2 separate regions of the Mus musculus genome follow, and region 1 is linked to region 2. Evidence: chromatin contacts called from public HiChIP or PLAC-seq data. All regions are on one chromosome and are shown on one strand. The core of a region is the stretch at or near the end of the contact, and the rest is flanking DNA. Distances in the headings are between cores, read along the strand shown. Region 1 has its middle 70 kb from the start of Trib1. Region 2 overlaps Nsmce2 (NSE2/MMS21 homolog, SMC5-SMC6 complex SUMO ligase).

Region 1 (6,117 bases), core at 595-3,094, 180 kb before region 2:
TACAATAAGGAGGTCCAGGCCCTGTCACAACAAGATTGACAGACCACACCCCACCCCACCCACGGGAGGCTGCGCAGCCTCAGCCTTCAGGATAGTAGGAGCACTGAAGGTCCCTGCAATCCCTCCAAGGCCCTGCTTTCTGGGCCGGCTGTCAGATCATTGGCCTTACCTTCCAGCTCTTTGCTTTCTAAGAGTTCCTTCCTCTTTCTGTGTTTACCCCACCCCACCCCCAGCCTGTACCCAGTTATCCCCAGCCCAGAGCTTGGGGTGACTTTCAGGAACCTGTCATTGTGAAAAACTCTAACCGCTCCTACCTTGTGTCTCTAACTACACGGAAGGAAGGAATAGGTCCTGTGGATCCGTGTAACAAGATGTCTAGAATAGACCTTCCCATCAGGAGGAAGAGACTATTACAGTCTCCTTCCAGCCCCCTGGTACCAACACTAATGCACACAGATTTCTGAAAGAGTCTGAGGGCAGGGCAGGCACAGAAGATACCCCCAAGTGAGAGTCATGTGCTAGACACAGCTTCTGCTGTTACTTACCTGCAGGACAAGAACTGTCAGCATCATTATGAAGCCAACTGCAGCCCTGCCAATCAATGGCTCACACTTTAAAAAACACTGTCACTGTTTAAAATGAGCTTGAGAGTACACTCCTTTTATGTATGGTTTAAAAATAAGGTTGAGAGGTGAGGTAAATTGCCCCCAGAGACACCCTGCTGACAATCAACACTGAAAATGAGGCCCAGGCAAGCCAGGAGTGGAAGTCAGTGCTCCCGCTATGTGGCTCTAAGAGACAATTTTAGGTTCCCCATCACTCTGATGAACTCAGCTCCAGATTAAAGATGTTAAGAGCCTACAAAGATGAGAGAAACATCCAAAATGGATGTTGGGTGTGGTAGGGGAGGAAGCTGATAGACAATCAGAGGCTCTGGAGAAGCCAGTAGCAGAAGGGACATGAAGGGGACCTCTAGAGATGTTTACCATGGGCAGCAGATGGGAGCTTTAGCGGACTTCCCATTTCAAGAGCATGAGGCAGCTCTGAGGAGAAGGGTTGGCAGCAGGCTCCTGATTTGGCTCCCAGGGTGTTGTGTGCCGGCCTGCGGCCTACTTGAACCGGGTACACCAGGGAGGCAGGCTGGGGCTGAAAGAGACTTAGACCAAGAGAGATTAATGGAGACCAAGACATGATTCTGTTTAAGGCCCGCCAGTTTACTAAGAGAGTCTACTTATAAAAGGGGGAGGCCCATGCCCCGCTAGTCCATTCTTGGTGTCTGGAGCCAGCCTGTAGGTGATGTGTAGAATAGCATGTTCCTCCAGAATGTCTCAGGGGCTTCTCAGCAGGTAGCAGTGTCTTGGGGAGAGCAGTGGTCAGCGGCAGAACAAAAGAGCCATCTAGGTCAGAAGGCTCCACCTTAGGTAATTTCCTTCTCAGTGGCAGCAAGGTCAAAGTCTGGATCAGCCTGCTTCAGGGCTGAGGGAGGCTACACTAGGGAACATGCCTCCATGCCCGCAAACACAGTGTGGGGGTCAGACTGCTGTTGACATCTAGTGAGGGGGATGGCAAAGGCTCCTGAATGCACAACCATGCACAGAGGGGAGGCCAGTCTGAAACAAAACATCCCAGGATATTCTCTCTCTCTCTCTCTCTCTCTCTCTCTCTCTCTCTCTCTCTCTCTCACACACACACACACACACACACACACACACACACACACACACACACACACCCTGGACCACTGAGGAGCCTTGTGGGAGCTGTCAGAATGGGAGGTGTAGATGCCAGCACCGTGAGCCCGATGAGAGACCAGGACACAGAGGAGGAAGTCGGCTGTGAAAATGGAGAGTGGACCCATGAGAGCTAACTGAGCTCAGGGTGAGTCAGATGTGGGGAACCAGGGAATCAGAACTTGCCTCCCACCCCTTTCACTCCCTCACCTCAGCCCTCTCTTTTCTCATCACACACCAACCTCTTACTTGCAGAACTGCCGTTGTTTCTCAGCCTCCTCAAACTGGCCTTTCCTCTCCACACTGATCCTGAAGAAACTGTTCTAAAGCCCCATACTGCTTGGGTTACACTCTTCCTCCAAATCTTCCTTGGCTCCCTAAGCCCCTCAGAATTAACATACACTATATTGATGTATGATCCCACCCTCCCATGAGTCCCAGACATTCCTCGTCTGCTATGATACATGCTTTTGATTGATGGTAGCAAGTACATGCCTCAGTCCCCTGAAGAGGCCTAGTTCCATCTGTAATCTGTGGTTCTCCAAACATAGGACTTTTCTGATCCACTCTCTTCAGCAGTGGACAGGAAACCAGACACTGGCCCTGAGAACATGCAGGGAAGAGACCTTCGGAGGTTTCTTTGCTGTGGAAGGCAATCCCTTGTCATCTACTACACAGGTCACACCTACAGATGACTCTGCTCAGCAGCAGCAGTCCTGTCTTCCTTCCTAAGAGGACATGGCCCCAGCATGACACCATGGTAGGTAACGTGGCAGATAAGAGAGAAATGATTTGCATGATTGAAATGATTGCTAAGTGCCCATACTGACCAAGCTGGAAGCATCAGGTCTTCAAAAGCCTTCCTGCACAGAACTAGGGTTCTTTGTAACTCATGACCAAACTGACATCTTGCTCGAGTCTTTGATGCAAACCCAGCCCCTTCATTCCCTGGTTCTGACTCATTCTGGCTTCTCACCTTCAGGAAACCTTGTCCTTCCCTTAGATAACAATAAAGATGCTACTTCCAGTGGATCCCCAAAGCAGAGGCCATATCTGCCTTCTCTATACTGGACCTGAGCTCCATCTGTGTGCTGCCACCCACCCAGCCTCCGCAGGTCTTCTGAGAGAGATCTCTGGTCCACTGTAAGACTGTGAGATTTTTGAGTGGGAGGACCCTATACCTGTGCACACTGAACCTCCCAGGCTTCCAGGGAGCTGAAAAGCCTGCAGTTGGAAGTTCTGGCCTTGACGTCACCACAAAGATGGACGGTAAACCTAGAATTAGAAGCAGAAATAAGTCATTTTCTAAGTAGCTTTTTGTCATAGTATTTAAACACAAGAGAAAGGAAATTAGAACAAGGAATTTGGATGGGTGTGGGAAATGGGAAGGTTCTGACTAAACACCAACTATAGCCTTAAACTAAGCAACCGAAACTTCATTAGGAAAGCTGAGAAACTGAACGCCAGTAAAGCACTTACCTGGCATGCAGGGAGCTCTGAGTTTAATCCCTAACACTGCAAAATAAATAAATACATATATACATATATACATACATACATACATACATACATACATACATACATACATACATAAAAGACTGACAGTAGCCAGACATAGTGTAAATGCCTGAAATTATGGCATCAGGAGGCTGAGGCAGGAGGATCATGGGTTAGAGGCTATCCTGGGCTACATAGTATGACCTCAGCCATCCCACACTCCTAAAGATAATGTAAATGTCCAATTTTAGCATTTCTCAGTATTTAGCCAAGGTGGGTCTAGCACACTGCCATGATATCAGACTTGGTCCCAAAACTGGGACAGATAAAGCAAAAGCGGGATGTGGAGCTAAGGGCTGGAAAGAAGGGTCCTAACCTCCTCCCTCTGAAGCCCATCGCATCCCCCCATAGGTCCAGCACTATCCCAATCCTAGGCATGTTCCAGAAGCCCTGAGGAGATGGAAGAGTAGTGTGGTGGAGGCGAGGAACACCATCTTCTGTCCCATAGTTCCCAAGCCCTCCTCTCAGAGGGAAGGATCAGTGACTGGGGGCCAGCTGTTAAGTTACTGCACTTCAATAGAAATCTAGTCAACAGCTCTTAGCCAAGGCCAGGGAAGGAATCTCTCAGGTAAAAGAACAAGCACCAGGAAGGATTGCTCAAAAAGGCATCTGAGGACCAAGGATAATGTAGTGACAAAGCCCCCACCTTCACCACATAGTGGAAGTCCTCTGACAGCAGCTACTCACACCAACAAAAGTTACCAGACTATGGAATGTTAGAAAATAAGAAATTCATGAGTGGAAAGGGGTTTTGCCTTAGTCACTAGTCAGAGAAACCATGTCCCCTGTGGGGACTTTTGCAGAGTCACTTCTAGACTGGGGGGTCAAAAAAAAAGTGGCTGTCACCTCCCACAAATGGACCTCAAAAAAAGACCAACTCAGCTGCTTCCGTGCCCGTTATGAAGAGAAGAAGTATCAGGAAGTGGGGCTTCACAAAACTCTAAAGTGCTTACAATCAGCATGAAAGGAAAGCCCTGCCTCCAGTTCCCCCTTTGAAGCGATTTCACAAACTGAATTCCTTTCCTTTGACCAACTTTCCCAATCTTCACATATTTACCTTGCGGGGGAGGCTGACGACACATGCTGAGCCCCACTCCCTACAGCTGGGATCACTCTGTGGGACCCTTTCAAACACCCCAGCTTCCAAGAGAGCCTCTAACCTCCCAGCAAAGCAAAGTTCTCACCAGTGAGGTAATACATCACGGTCACCTTTCAAGGGACCATGATGCTCCCAATGTACAGGTGCAAAAATTGAGGCACTGATGAGATGGGCGCTTAACCAACATTTGCCATCAGTCTCTAACATGAGCACCCAAGCTATTAGTCTTACAGGCCCGGGGTTGGCCCACCACATGGGCGTGTTTCCAGTCCTGGGCCTGCTTATTTGAGTGTTAGGTAAGTCTCTGACAATAGCTGGGTTATCTCTATTAGTATTAACTCTCTTTGAAATAAAAATAAGAAATTCCAGTGTGTGTGTGTGTGTGTGTGTGTGTTTGTGTCTTGCAGTACACATGAGCACACAAGTGTTATGTCCATATTTCTGTGCAGGGCAAAGAACAACCTCAAGTGCTTCCCATCTTACTTTTGAGAAAAGGCCTCTCACTCGCCTGTAAACCACCAGTAAGCTAAGGCTGACTGTCCAGTAAGCCAGGGAGCAGCCCTTCTCTGCCTCAGCACTGGGGATCTAAGCACATATCAACATACTTGAGGGTTGCAGGTTTTTTAATTAAAAAAAAAAAAAAGGTTTTGAAGGATGAAACTTTCAAAACTTACCATCTGGGCTATCACCTCAGCCCTGTTTTATTCTGGTTTATAGACAGAGTCCTGGCTAGCCTGAAGCTTTTGTGTAGTCCAGTCTAGCCTTGAACTCTCAGCAGTCCTCCTGACTCCGCCTCCTCCTCTGCTAAGACATTTTAACCTTATTCATTCCTTCCTATGGATTGCAAAGTCAGTGAACATGTTGTGTGACAAGACTTTAGCTGGAGAGACTTGCACATTTCTTCACCCCAGATAGGGAAACCAAAGTCCAACTGAGTGAACCAATGGGTTTTATTGGGGTTATTAAAGGAATATGGATGCAGGAACAGAAATGACTCGGACTTCTGCATCACCAAAGCCCACCCCAGGATGACAAACAGTCCACGGAAGGTGGGAAGCACCCTGCACAGCCTGCAGGCAGCTCAGCACATTGGAGAGTGTCTCTTCCAAGTGACTCAGTTAGACAGAGAGGCTGCTTTCTGCCTCTTCCAGGACAGAAGTTGGTCTGGTCTCAAAAATCTTTTCTGTAGCTTGGCTTGTCTGAGAGTGACTCTCTCAGCATCCTGACTTGGTAACTGGGGGGGGGGGGGGGGGGGCTTGTGAATCTGGTCAGTTTCAGGGACTTCCTAAAGCTATTTTGATTGTTTACCTTCCTGCTTAAGGAACCCTGCAGGATAGAATATTCCAGTCTATGTGGAAACTGTAACACAACACAAATGTACAAAAGTAATGTCTATTTGTGAAAAATAGTTTTTCAAAATGCAAAATTTAGAGTAGAGACTAATGCTACTTTATCTTTTGCAAATCTTCTGCTATTGGCTTAAGATGAACCAGCTGGATTTTGCTGTCCAATTTTATAATCATTGTGTGGCAGCGTACAGTTTGGAATAAAGTTGGGCTCTAACAGGGTACTCAAAACAGGCTTTAAGAACACACACACACCATCATACTACCTCATTTCTATGAGTCCAAATTCAAATTCCAAAAACTCCACTTGCACAAAGTAGATATTTAATATATGTGTTTAGTGAATAAATGAGCTGGTCCCGAGCAAAGGTGGGTGAAGGGGGAA
Region 2 (6,186 bases), core at 61-2,560:
ATGGAGGAGAGTAGGTGACACAAACCAGAGGCAAAAAGGCAAGTCCCAAATATCTTATTCCTTTGCGCTTCTGAGCCTAGCTAATCATTGTGAGACAAAAATGACTTTTAAAAATGTTCAAATAATGTTACGACCTGATGCCAGTAGGCCATCTAAGACTGAAGTCAGTAGGTCATCTAAGACTTAAGCCAGTAGGTCATCTAAGACTGAAGCCAGTAGATCATCTAAGACTGAAGCCATCAGATGACCATCAGGCCTTCCCTGTAGCCAAGGTGATGTTGGTTAGGCAGGATGTTTACACTGTCCACAAGTGACCAGCTGGAAGGTTCTTCCACCTACAGTAACCTGTCCTCTAGGAATCACTCTAGCTGTCCGTCCTACAGGAAGCTTTGTAGCTCAGCCCTATCCCCTCCCCTGTTCTACTCCTGGCTCGGTCCAGGGCCCCTCCTGCATACTCATATTTTCCTCCACCGTTAACAGCAGCTGAATGTCACTGCCTCCCTCTGTCATGTACTTAAGTGTTGGGACAGTGTCCTTTGAACATGTGAATCACAGTGTCTTGTAAGCACTCAATAAATGACTGTCGAATGGGATAGTGCCACCCTGTGAGATAGCCCAGCCTCTCAGGTCATTAATGTGCCTTGTCACCTTTGATTTGGCTTAGCCTGAGATCTAAATGGCATGGCCTTGAAGTAAGTCAGTTCCTGCAAAAGAAAACTAAAATCATATGTTCAGATAACAATTTTCAAGTTATGTGACATTTTCTTAAATGAATGCTTGCTTTATAAATCAAAAGTGCTTCAGTATCAACACAGCAATTATCTCAAACTCTCATTATATAAAACACTGCAGGGGCAACTGTTCTTTTGGGGAGCTCATTTCTCGTTTGGAAAGCAGTGTGCTGACAAGTGCCTCCCCCTCTCTGAGTAAGGGACCTGGTGATGAGAAGCCTGTATCAGTCAGAATATTTAAGCCCTTTTGAGCTCCACTGTTCATGGACCTAAAAATGTAAAATGTTTGTGGGCAACACTCTATGTCTTTTAAAGGTTTACTTTTGAGATAGGTCACTGGGTGTCAACAGAGGAGCTATCAAACAGAGGGAGAACCAATTTGTTCCTTTTCAGTTGCATCGGTTATTTATAAAATACGCTATCTTTCAGCAGCGAGGGGGCGAGGGCGGCAGCTTACGTATCTCAGGAACAACTGTTACAGGTTATGAGGCTGGCCCTTTCCCATTGTCCTGTCTTAGTCCTGGCTGACTAACACTGAAATGAGGTATACAGTCATCAACAAGAGTCATTTAAAAAGCCACTCTGCTTACTCTGAAGTAATTCTGACAGGGATCTTACATTGGTCATAAGAGACCACATACCATGGGGTATAGAAATGAATCACGAGTTCTCTGGGTGGGGTCTAAACCAAAACAAGAAACAAAAGAAACCCACAAATGAGTTAGGTGTAGAGTCACCATTAAGAATCCCCGGTCATGCTTGATAGTAAGCCATTTAATTCATTTGAAAGAAACAATGTATTTATCTTAAATTCTGTGCACAGCCCTGTGTGGGTATGCAGGCGGGGATCCCCTAAGCAGGAGTTACAGGCGACAACAGAGTGAGATGTCTGACAACGGGAACCAAACCCAGAGCCTCTGCAAGAGCAATGTTTGCTCTCCTTTTAACTCTTCAAAGAGCCTTGCCCAGTTTTATGGGTGAGCAAAGTACCGTGAGGACAGGGTAGCTCCTAGAGCTACCTGGAGACTGAAGTGTAGCATCGGAAGCTCGGACTCAGACAGAACACTTGATTTCAACTGCTGGTTCCCACACTCACAACAGCTTTCTTAATCCCACCCCAGGTTTCCTCCTATCTGTGAAATGGGCATATTAATAGAACACTCTCAGAGGGCTGAGGTAAGCGTGAGTGAACCAACTTATAAAGGAGCTTGCAACAGTGCCTGGCATCCAGTCAGCATTAGTTTTGCAATTACCTGACTTCAAAGGCCAGGCTACTTCTTCCACATCAAGGGTTAATATTACAAAGCATTTGCATTCATATTCCGATACATGGCATAATTGCTTTACTTATTGGAAGCAATCAACGAAGTCTCCTAATTAAGGCATCCCACCCTCATTTTCACCGTGTGTCACTCTGGAAGGAATACTTTTATGAACAAGACACAGCGAATATAAAATTTCCCTAAACTGAGAAAAAGAGTTTCTACTAGGAAATAGACTAAGCTGCCAGACTCAGGGCATGGTCTACCCAAGGAGGTCACTTAGGGGCAGATGAAAGGATTGCTCCTACGAGAGTCTGGTGGTGGGGAGGAATGGGTGAGGGAAGGTCGGGGCTTTGCTGACTTGAGAGCTCCCCTCTAGACAGCATCTGTGAGAGGAGTGCAGCGTTAGTCACGGCACTGCACACACTCACCTTAGCTGGAAAGCACACAAGTCAGAATGGAGCAAGCAGCTGTTAATAGTGTGTGTGTGTGTGTGAGAGAGAGAGAGAGAGAGAGAGAGATATTGATTGATTTTAGAACCCTTATAGAACAGTGGTCCAGGAAAATGATAAGTTCATTGAGCCAGTGACTGTAGATAACAATGCTTGCAGAAAGGAAATAAGATACGCAGGCTCTAAACACACACACACACATACACACACACACACACACACACATTTTTTTTTAAAGTTTTTTTTTGTTGTTGTTGTTGTTTTTGTTTGTTTGTTTTTTCGAGACAGGGTTTCTCTGTGTAGCCCTGGCTGTCCTGGAACTCACTCTGTAGACCAGGCTGGCCTCGAACTTAGAAATCCACTTGCCTCTGCCTCCCAAGTGCTGAGATTAAAGGCATGTGCCACCACTGCCCGGCAACATATTCTTATTTTCCATATGAAATAAGAAAATCAGTACAGGTAACATTCCTTTTTTATTTCAATTTTGTAATAGAAAACAACAAGCAAAATTTCCAATGCATTTTTGTTCCACAGAAGTACATTTGATTCTTTTGTTACAGGAACAAATGAATCCGCTTTTCCTCGGCCATCATCCCCTCCTGTGTGGGACTATGAAGGCAAGGAGCTTAAAGCTTTCTGTAAAAACTGCTGCAAGGAAACTCAGAATCCAATGGAAAATAAGCTCGGCCACAGCCAAACCTGTCAGCTGGCTTCCTAACGTGGGCAAGTTCTTGCTGTACAGCCCTCTCCACTCCTATACCTCCTCCCCACCATTCCTCATAGGACTTGTGGGAGCAGGGAGCCACTACATTCACTATGTCAGGTCACAGACAGATGAGTGTTAAGCTAAGGGCACACTGGATACGGCTGGGATGCACGAAGTTTCATTACAGCTCACTTGAAGGTTGACCTTGTCATGTCAGAGGGCTATGGAAAAAATGAGCCCGGAGCCTATGCACAGCTATTCGCACGATCTTAGCAAACGGTCCAGTCAACAAGCACTTGCCATCCTTTATTTTTCTGTTACTTGAGGGCTAGTCACTTTAAAAATCAGAACCAAACCACAATTGCTACTAACCTACCAATGATTCCTATCTAGTTCCTCTGTAACAGTCCTGAAGGCACATGGGCCAGGGTTAGCCAGTCGTCCAGGATCTTTAGTAGCCACAATGTGCTTGCTTCACCCAGAGCAGTGTTTCAAAAAGTGTCAAAAGAGAACTCACGAAGGCTTAAACCAGCTTAAGGGTCTGAGGTTGTTGCCTCCCGTTACTCTGGGGTGGCAGAATTCAATTCCTGCCAATCAACCTAGTTATTCTTTGGAACCACTCCCCAGCCGAGCCACAGGCCCACAGTAAGATGAGGAGCAGATAAGGCAGAGGTAGAAACTAAGAAGGGCGGAACTAGCCATAGCCACTCTTCCTTTCTCTTTTCTCCTTGGTCCCCTGCAGGCCCTCAGCAAACAGTGCCGAATGCAGTCAGGAATGCACAGCACACAGGAAGCTTAGCACTGGTGAGGCTCTCTCTGTGCCAGTGAGGACCACTGGTCTCCTGTGAAGTTATTTGTCCTGGGGAGCTTTCAAAGCTGTCCTGAGACTCTTTCTAGGGAAAGCATCTTTGGAGTTTGGTTTGAGATACTTTTTTCCTCCACCAGCCCCTCCTCACTTTGTACATATCTAGGGCTGGTGAATCTCACACTTCCAAGCTCACACGGAGCTTTCCTTGACAGAAACAACTGTGAGCAGACTAGGAGCTCCACAGAGACAGACGGTGTAGAAAACATCTGAGAACCAGACAGAAGTAAGGGCTAAAGAAGGGCAGTGCTTTTAACTGGGGACAAAGGACATGGAGGCAAACAAGTCAGAGAAGTGTTCTTTTCTCCCCTCTGCAGTCAGATCCTGATGTCATCACAGCAACAGGACAGTCAAGAAAGCCCAACCTATTTTAAGTGGTTTCAGGTGACAGATTATTGGCCCACACTGAGATACAGGGTGGTGGAGAAAAGGTTTCCTGTGCTATAAACCACCTTTAATCTCAACTGATAAAACCAGAAGGGATACACATTTCCATTTTCAAGTGTTTACCCAGTGACACCATACTGTGGATTTAGTCAAGTGCTGTCTGGATTATCCAGTAAATGTCACACAACAGCATTTTAGTAGTGCAGATAAAGAACACTGCAGATGAATTCATACTGCAAAACTAATGTCCCAGGTGAGTGTGTTATCTTCATCCCAAGTCATTTTACTTTGTAGTTTTTTTTTCAAGTATAATTTCATGAACGACATTTATCTGGTACAGAACTATGGTTTTGCTTCAGAATTACTGGTTAATCCAAGTAATATGCAGTGGTTTCTATATGAAAGTATGAGATTTAAACTTCTGCCTAGGTTAGTAATATAAACACCACAATATTAATCCATCAGAGAAATGCAAGGTAAAACAACGAGACACCACTTCACACCCACTACAATGGCTACAGTAAGAAGACAGGCAGTGACAAGTGCTGGCAAGGACGGGAAGCAATTGGAACCCTCAGACACTGCTGGTGGAAATGTAAAATGGCGCCCTCGCTGTGGGAAACAGCCTGGGAGTTCCTAAAAAGGATAAACATAGAGTTACCATATGACCCAGTAGTTGTGCTCTGAGATAAACACCACAAGAAGTGAAAATGAAAACGCACATCCACTGGTACACAAATGTTCAAGCAGCGTTATTCATCACAGGCAAAAGAGAAAAACAAGCAGAATGACCGCCAGCTCGTGAGTCAACAATGTGGCGTGTCCATACAATGGGTTAAAGGCATGAAGAGGAATGTGTGGACACATGCTTCCACATGGATGACACTGGAAAGCATCATGCCTAGTCAGGGAAGCCAGACACACCAGACCACACCAACACATTTGTATGCGATATCCAAATGGCACGTCTACAGAGATACAAAGTCCACTTGCAGCGGCTAGCGCTGGGGGGCCTGGAAGAAAACGGGAAGTGAATACTAACAGAGGGTTTCTTGTGATTGTTGTCAAGATGGTCGCACAGCTTTGAAGACTTGTAAAATTCACTCTGAACAGGTGAGTTGTATGTGGTTCTATCAAAGCTAAAGCGAAAGACTCACAGGACGTCAGATAAGAGAAAAGATGACTATGTGATGTAGGGTCCCAGCATCATTGTCTCCTGTCCGGCTCACTAGCTGCAGACCTAAGGGATGGGCTCCTTATCATGGTGGCCTGTCATGTTGAAGACATGAAGACCCTGTTTCTATCACTCACCTCTGTGAGCTGGATGAGTGCACTTTCCTCACTATGGCATTTAAAAGCATTTGTGTGACGCTTTGCACAGGGCAGATGCCCAGGCATCTTTTAGTGAACTGTTAAATGTCCAGCTCAAACTCAACTAAACTGTAAAACTGACTGACTTGACAGTCACGCTGTGCTATATGGGGGTGGGGAGGAGCTACTCAGACCCAACTCGAGGCCTTGAAAACCCAAGCAGTTTTGTTTGCAATAGGGTTCCTGCTCTTAAACTTCCCAGTCTGAATCTCTCCATATAAACTTCCTGGCTGGGGGTTTTCTGATGTGGATTAATGGACTAGATCCCAGAGAATTTAAGGTGAAATAGCACTCTATTTTCCTATTATTTAAGGTTAGAACCCTTACCCCCCAACCCTTGTGATGTTTGTCTCTCTGGTGTCTTAATTCCTGCATTGTAGCTTGATGCTTAGGAGGTCACAGATTTAAGTTC

What was found. HiChIP or PLAC-seq counts read pairs in DNA pulled down with a chosen protein or histone mark.
Region 1: a FOXA1 HiChIP or PLAC-seq map of pancreatic cancer cells shows a contact between it and region 2. The contact joins two enhancer-like sites. A contact is called at or near these places in 3 of 484 Hi-C or Micro-C datasets (bone marrow-derived macrophages and muscle stem cells) and 2 of 115 datasets of contacts at active chromatin or transcription factors (CD8 T cells and pancreatic cancer cells).

What each region holds. Positions count from the first base shown.
Region 1 is chr15:59,715,313-59,721,429 of GRCm38.p6, reverse strand. No RefSeq gene overlaps it. Among named protein-coding and RNA genes, the nearest start is that of Trib1, 70 kb to the right of the region's middle. Within about 2 kb of position 1,844, at least 17 of the 459 cell types and tissues checked have an H3K27ac peak or open chromatin away from gene starts, as enhancers often do. A contact at or near this core is called in pancreatic cancer cells, where this site is marked.
Region 2 is chr15:59,536,380-59,542,565 of GRCm38.p6, reverse strand. The region is part of intron 4 of Nsmce2 (NSE2/MMS21 homolog, SMC5-SMC6 complex SUMO ligase); the gene reads right to left. Among named protein-coding and RNA genes, the nearest start is that of Gm36677, 79 kb to the left of the region's middle. Within about 2 kb of position 1,310, at least 54 of the 459 cell types and tissues checked have an H3K27ac peak or open chromatin away from gene starts, as enhancers often do. A contact at or near this core is called in pancreatic cancer cells, where this site is marked.